2 separate regions of the Arabidopsis thaliana genome follow, and region 2 is linked to region 1. Evidence: chromatin contacts called from public ChIA-PET data. All regions are on one chromosome and are shown on one strand. Each heading gives the region's core, a stretch centred on a gene start, on an enhancer-like site or on the middle of the called end of the contact. The rest is flanking DNA. Distances are from core to core; before and after follow the strand shown. Region 1 holds the start of AT2G24860 (DnaJ/Hsp40 cysteine-rich domain superfamily protein). Region 2 holds the start of AT2G25010 (Aminotransferase-like, plant mobile domain family protein).

Region 1 (3,006 bases), core at 135-2,634:
TGTTCCACTTGAATCAATATATAAACATTTTTCCTCCATAAGAAATCATCAAAGACCAAAAAGCTTAACTTGCTTTTGTTCATCAGTTATGTTGGCACTGGAGGTTTTTCCAACCACTTGGCACGAAACCCCGTTCCTTTGCAATCGCTACAGCTAGCAGAACCCTAAAACCATTGAAAGAATCGAATTTGTTCATACTTGGGAAGATATATAAACAAGAAGACACAATAATGTGTCTGCACTTTCGTTTTTATTAGATAACAAACCTGTCCAGAGCAGATTACACATGAAGTATTCCTTGAGGGAACCTGGCAAAGCATGTTATCACCAAGGATGAAGAATCCTGTACCCGCACACCATTTGCATTCCACATGACCCTTTGAATTGCACGATGAACATCCAACAGGACTTGGTTGCTGCAGTGAAGAAAAAAACAGACAAAGAAAATCATTGAATCGAAACACAGGTCAACAAGTAACATCTAGAAAATTCACACGAGCTCAATATCAAATTGCAAGTGCTAGAAGAAAGGCTTCAAAGTCTGAACTTTTGATAGATTCTCTAAGAGCAATATTAGAGAAAAAGCAGAGAATCCAACAATTGTACATGCAAAGCTACAAAACTACATTGCGTTGCGAGATAAGCCTGCTTAAGCCTCATCACTCAGGGATCATAGAGAACAGCTACAACCTGATTAAGTAGCTAACATGTTCTCATCATATGCACAAATCAAATGAATTGTGAACAAACATTTTTTGCTAGAAACCAACTAAAAGGTACTTTGCAATTACAGATTTTCGATACAAATCCTTTTGAAACTTGCTGATACTATTCACCTCATAATCTGAAATTTACAACATTTCATCACAGATCCAAGTTCTTAATCTCATACAAAATTGCATATAGCTCTTCACTCGTACATGACTACATCAAGGATCAGTTCTTGTGATTACTCAGATTCAACAAAATTATACACATCAACAACTCTCTGGAGATACGAACCTGTGAGATAATCCAAGCTTGATCCATACGCTTGGCGAAATTTGAAGAACTCTCAGGTGAATCCACCGCCGAAGCCTTGACGGTAGTAGTAGCTGGAAAACGGCGAACGACTGGTACGAAACCTAGCTTCGTTATCCTAGGAGAATTCCATGGATTTAGAATCGATTTCGCTACGAGATGTGAATCGCAACACATGCAAATCGTCATTTTCTCTTCTTCTTCTTCTTCTTCGCCGAGAAGGTTGAAATCGGAGGTTTAAATTTGTCTTTGGCTTATTTTTATTTTATTTTATTTTTCTCGCATACCAAATTGGAAGACAACAGGAGGAGGAGAAAAGTCTAGGAATAACCCAATTGGGTTATTGGACCCTGGGCCCATTAAAGTTGGATCTTTTTGTTTGCTAAAATGATTGATTCAATGATTTAAACCAACTCATTATCTCCTCTACAATTCCTTGGATTCTTCCTACAGTCAAAACAAAATCCAGATTGCTTGTTTGTTTTTGGTTTGCTTATATGATTGAGAAAATAATTTTTTTCTATGTATAAATTTACTAGTTTTAAGATGATAATATAACATTTTTTTTTGTTCTTACATAGATTGTTAAATATTTTTAATTTAACCAATCATACACTTTTATGCATATTAATCGATTTTCCAATATGTTTGCCGCCTTCTTTGTCTAAATAGATTCCATCTTCTCTTGCTCTCCAGTCCCATATACCTCCTTCATCCATAAAACCAGAAAGCTTGAATGCTGTAAATTTCTGATAATGTTTATAGTTAGGTCCTTGTTCCAAATGACACATAAAACGCGTCGTACGCCAAAAATTAATCATAAAATTGATTTCAACATGTTTGCCGATTGGTATTGTTTTTGGACCAAATTTGTCATCTTTGGAATAACATCCAATCCTGAGAAGTTTATTGAATTTGAGTTCGTTGGTGATCCTGATTCCAGAGCCGAATACATGGTCAAGCATGCAAAAACTAAAAACGAATAAAAAAGACTAAACAGTTTTTCATTTTTTTTGGGTAGATATTTAGATTTTTGCTTTGTTATTGGCTTTTGTGTTTCAGATTTTATATATGCACACATTTGTATTACTATTGTTGGCATAGTATGTAAAATGGCATAATATCTTATAATAATCATATTAGATATACATAAATCTATTAATATTGAATTATGAAAAAAATGATAAAATCAAGTAACCAGTTGTAGATAATATTAAACCTTATGTGAAAGATCAAATGATAACTAAGAAATTCAATTGTGCATAAAAAAATCCTCAATAATAAACTGGTTATTCTATAAATCATATCATACTATCTATGTAACCTATTAGTAAATAAAGTATTTGTTTTTAAAAGTAATAGACAATTTGTAAAGTACAATAAACAACTAAGTAGAGAAAGACAAACTAAATTAGGTTTATACATTTTGTTCTTGTAATAACGTTCTTGTGATTACTCAAATTCAACAAACTCAACAACTCTCGAAAGATACGAACCTGTGAGATTATCCAAGCTTGATCCATATGCTTGGTGAAATTTAAAGAACTCTCAGGTGAATCCACCGCCGAAGCCTTGAAAGTAGTAGTAGTCGGAAAACGGCAAACGACCAGTACAAACCCTAGTTTCGTTCTACTCCGCAAATTCCATGGATTCATAATCGATTTTTTTACAAGATGTGAATCGCAACACATGCAAATCGCCATTTCCTTCTTCTTCTTCTTGGCCGAAAAGGTTGAATTCGGATTTTAATCTACTCGGGCCTCTCGGGTTAAAACATTCTCTATTTAGCTCCCATTATAAAAAAAAAAATATGTTTATCTAGTTTTTTTTCTCCAAAAAATAGTAAAAGACAAATAAAACAAGGGGTTTTCACTTATTTACGATCCAACCATTATGTTGTGTTGTGTTTAATTAAGATTTTAATTCACTCTATTGATTGTGTTGTGTTTAATTAGGATTTTATTTAAGGTTTCATTCTATTGATTG
Region 2 (2,999 bases), core at 498-2,997, 43 kb after region 1:
TTAAATTGGCTCCTGTGAACCTAAATTTATGGACTATGATCCCAACACCAATCCGTTCGACCTTCATTTCTCCGGTAAACTTCCGGTGAGTTTTTCAATTTCTTCGAAAATTTCACTTCAATTTTCGAGGTTGTGGTGATTATTCGTGGTGTTCATATATATTTTATTGCCTGATTTAGAAAAGAGAAGTCTCGGCTTCAGCTTCTAAAGTTGTAGAGAAGAAATGGTTAGTGAAAGATGAGGTTAGTTCTTTCATCGAACACTTTGGTGTGCAATACTTTGACCTCAAAATTTTTGACTATGAGTGAATGGATTAGGTTGATCAAGTTCTCATATCTGATTTAGACATTGAATAGTTTGTTTAGATCGGTGATGCTCAAAAGTTGAACAAATCAAAGCTTTGTCTTACAGCTTAGTTTGGTAATGGTGATTTTCATTTTACACAGAAGAGAAATATGCTACAAGATGAAATAAACCGGGTTAATTCGGAGAACAAGAAGCTAACCGAAATGTTAGCAAGAGTCTGTGAGAAGTACTATGCTCTTAATAATCTTATGGAGGAGTTGCAGAGTCGAAAGAGTCCTGAAAGTGTTAACTTTCAGAACAAACAGCTAACGGGGAAACGAAAACAAGAACTTGATGAGTTTGTTAGCTCCCCAATTGGACTCAGTCTCGGACCAATCGAGAACATCACCAACGATAAAGCGACGGTTTCAACCGCTTACTTTGCTGCTGAGAAGTCTGACACAAGCTTGGTAAGGAGATTTCTACTACAAGTATCGTTCTTTGAGTGTATTGATTTGTTAACGAATGTTTTGTGGATATACGTTACTTGTAGACTGTGAAAGATGGATATCAATGGAGGAAATACGGGCAAAAGATTACGAGAGATAATCCATCTCCTAGAGCTTACTTCAGATGCTCGTTTTCACCGTCTTGTCTAGTCAAGAAGAAGGTACTTTGGTTTAAACTTTGTTAAAGAGTTCTTCGATATCATCTTGCTGTCTGATTAAATTCCCTAGTTGTGTGTGCGCTTGTTTAGGTGCAACGAAGTGCAGAAGATCCATCTTTCTTGGTAGCCACTTACGAAGGGACACATAACCACACCGGACCACATGCAAGTGTGTCCAGGACAGTGAAACTTGATCTAGTTCAAGGTGGGCTTGAACCAGTTGAGGAAAAGAAAGAGAGAGGGACGATTCAAGAGGTTTTGGTGCAACAAATGGCTTCTTCGTTGACCAAAGATCCTAAGTTCACTGCAGCTCTTGCGACTGCTATTTCCGGGAGATTGATAGAGCATTCAAGAACATGAAAGTTCTCTAGAACATGTATATTTCTGTTTTGTTCTATTTTGTTGCTCATTCCTAGTAAAAAGGTAAAGATTTGTTTGATCTTGATTAGGAGGCATAGATGTCAATTTTAATGTGTGTGTATATAATTACATCAAATCTAAGTATCCAAAAAGGGTCACCCCCATTTTATCTTATGTTGAAAGAGTTTTGTTATAGCTCGGTGTAAGTATGGTAGATTGACGCTGCTTCGACAGTTTATGTATCTTCCAATGTTATCTTGTTCAGTTGTTTGTATTAACTTCCATTAGAGAAGAATGTGATGCCATTACAGACATAAAAGAAACAGAGAAACCCGGAAACAGAGTAAAACCACGAAAAACAGAGTCGGTTTAAGAGAACCAAACCAAAATAACCGGTACAGCTATAAAAAGCCAAGAAGAAAAATTATGAACCGAGTCCAAATTAGGTTACGGTTAGCTTCCAATCCCAACTTCTTCTTCTTCTTCATCTGTGTTTAGTCCCAAATTGAAGAATCAAAAGTTTCGTGTTTTGAGAATTTGACAAAAATTTGTTTATGTAATCTTAGTTTTCGCTGATTTTGAGTAAGTTATCGACATGGATATTGATGTCGGACCAGTTGATCCATCTGTCCTATACGAGCAAGACCTCCATGTTTCTTCTGCTGTTTGGGAAGGACAGGTTTTTTTCTTAATTCCCTTGCTAAATTTCAGATTTTGAATTTAGGGTTAATCTTATTTCCCCTTACTTACCTTAGGAACGAGGTCTACTTCGTTGTCAAGAACACACTTCATTGCTACATCAATGGAAACTCACTGATGAACAAATTAACCTCGTGGACAAAGCTGGTTTCGGTTACTTTCGCAAAATCGGTCCAATGAGTTTAAACAATTCACTGATCTCTGCACTTGTTGAGCGATGGAGAAGAGAAACCAATACTTTTCATCTTCCTTTAGGAGAAATGACTATAACCTTAGACGAAGTTGCTTTAGTACTTGGACTTGAGATTGATGGAGATCCCATTGTTGGTTCTAAAGTTGGTGATGAGGTTGCTATGGATATGTGTGGTAGACTTTTAGGGAAGTTACCATCTGCTGCTAATAAAGAAGTTAATTGTTCTAGGGTTAAGCTTAATTGGCTTAAAAGAACTTTCTCTGAGTGTCCTGAAGATGCTTCTTTCGATGTTGTTAAATGTCATACTCGAGCTTATCTTTTGTATCTTATTGGTAGTACCATTTTTGCTACTACTGATGGTGATAAAGTCTCTGTTAAGTATTTGCCTTTGTTTGAGGATTTTGATCAAGCTGGGAGATATGCTTGGGGAGCTGCTGCGTTGGCTTGTCTTTACCGAGCGCTCGGTAATGCGTCGCTTAAATCTCAGAGCAACATTTGCGGTTGTTTGACTTTGCTACAGGTTGGCTTCTATGTTAGTTTTGGTTTTCTGTCCAGTTGAGATTTCAATATCTTTAGGAAATGTAACATATGATTGTCTCATGTATATAGTGTTGGAGTTATTTTCATCTGGATATCGGTAGACCCGAGAAATCCGAAGCGTGTTTCCCGCTTGCTCTTTTGTGGAAAGGTAAAGGAAGCAGATCCAAAACCGACCTATCTGAGTACCGCAGAGAACTGGACGATCTTGATCCTAGCAAGGTAAACCCTTCAGTTCATCCTTATGAATTTTGTATT

The links. ChIA-PET counts read pairs in DNA pulled down with a chosen protein or histone mark.
Region 2: an H3K4me3 ChIA-PET map of shoot shows a contact between it and region 1, with 10 read pairs. The contact joins the promoter of AT2G25010 here to the promoter of AT2G24860 in region 1. A contact is called at or near these places in 8 of 26 Hi-C or Micro-C datasets (callus, leaf, root and 3 more), 1 of 2 datasets of contacts at active chromatin or transcription factors (shoot) and 1 of 3 other capture datasets (root).

Annotation. Positions count from the first base shown.
Region 1 is chr2:10,587,032-10,590,037 of TAIR10.1, forward strand. AT2G24860 (DnaJ/Hsp40 cysteine-rich domain superfamily protein) reads right to left here and starts at 1,385. Exons shown (of 3, transcript NM_128045.3): 1 at 1,003-1,385; 2 at 267-416; 3 at 1-164. The coding sequence starts at 1,209. The coding sequence ends at 87. AT2G24870 (Plant self-incompatibility protein S1 family) reads right to left here and starts at 2,584. Exons shown (of 2, transcript NM_001335964.1): 1 at 2,517-2,584; 2 at 1,538-1,769. The coding sequence starts at 2,543. The coding sequence ends at 1,629.
Region 2 is chr2:10,629,784-10,632,782 of TAIR10.1, forward strand. AT2G25010 (Aminotransferase-like, plant mobile domain family protein) reads left to right here and starts at 1,748. Exons shown (of 5, transcript NM_128059.5): 1 at 1,748-1,991; 2 at 2,068-2,724; 3 at 2,814-2,963. The coding sequence starts at 1,908. WRKY60 (WRKY DNA-binding protein 60) reads left to right here. Exons shown (of 5, transcript NM_128058.4): 1 at 1-85; 2 at 180-242; 3 at 447-755; 4 at 839-955; 5 at 1,043-1,630. The coding sequence starts at 29. The coding sequence ends at 1,312.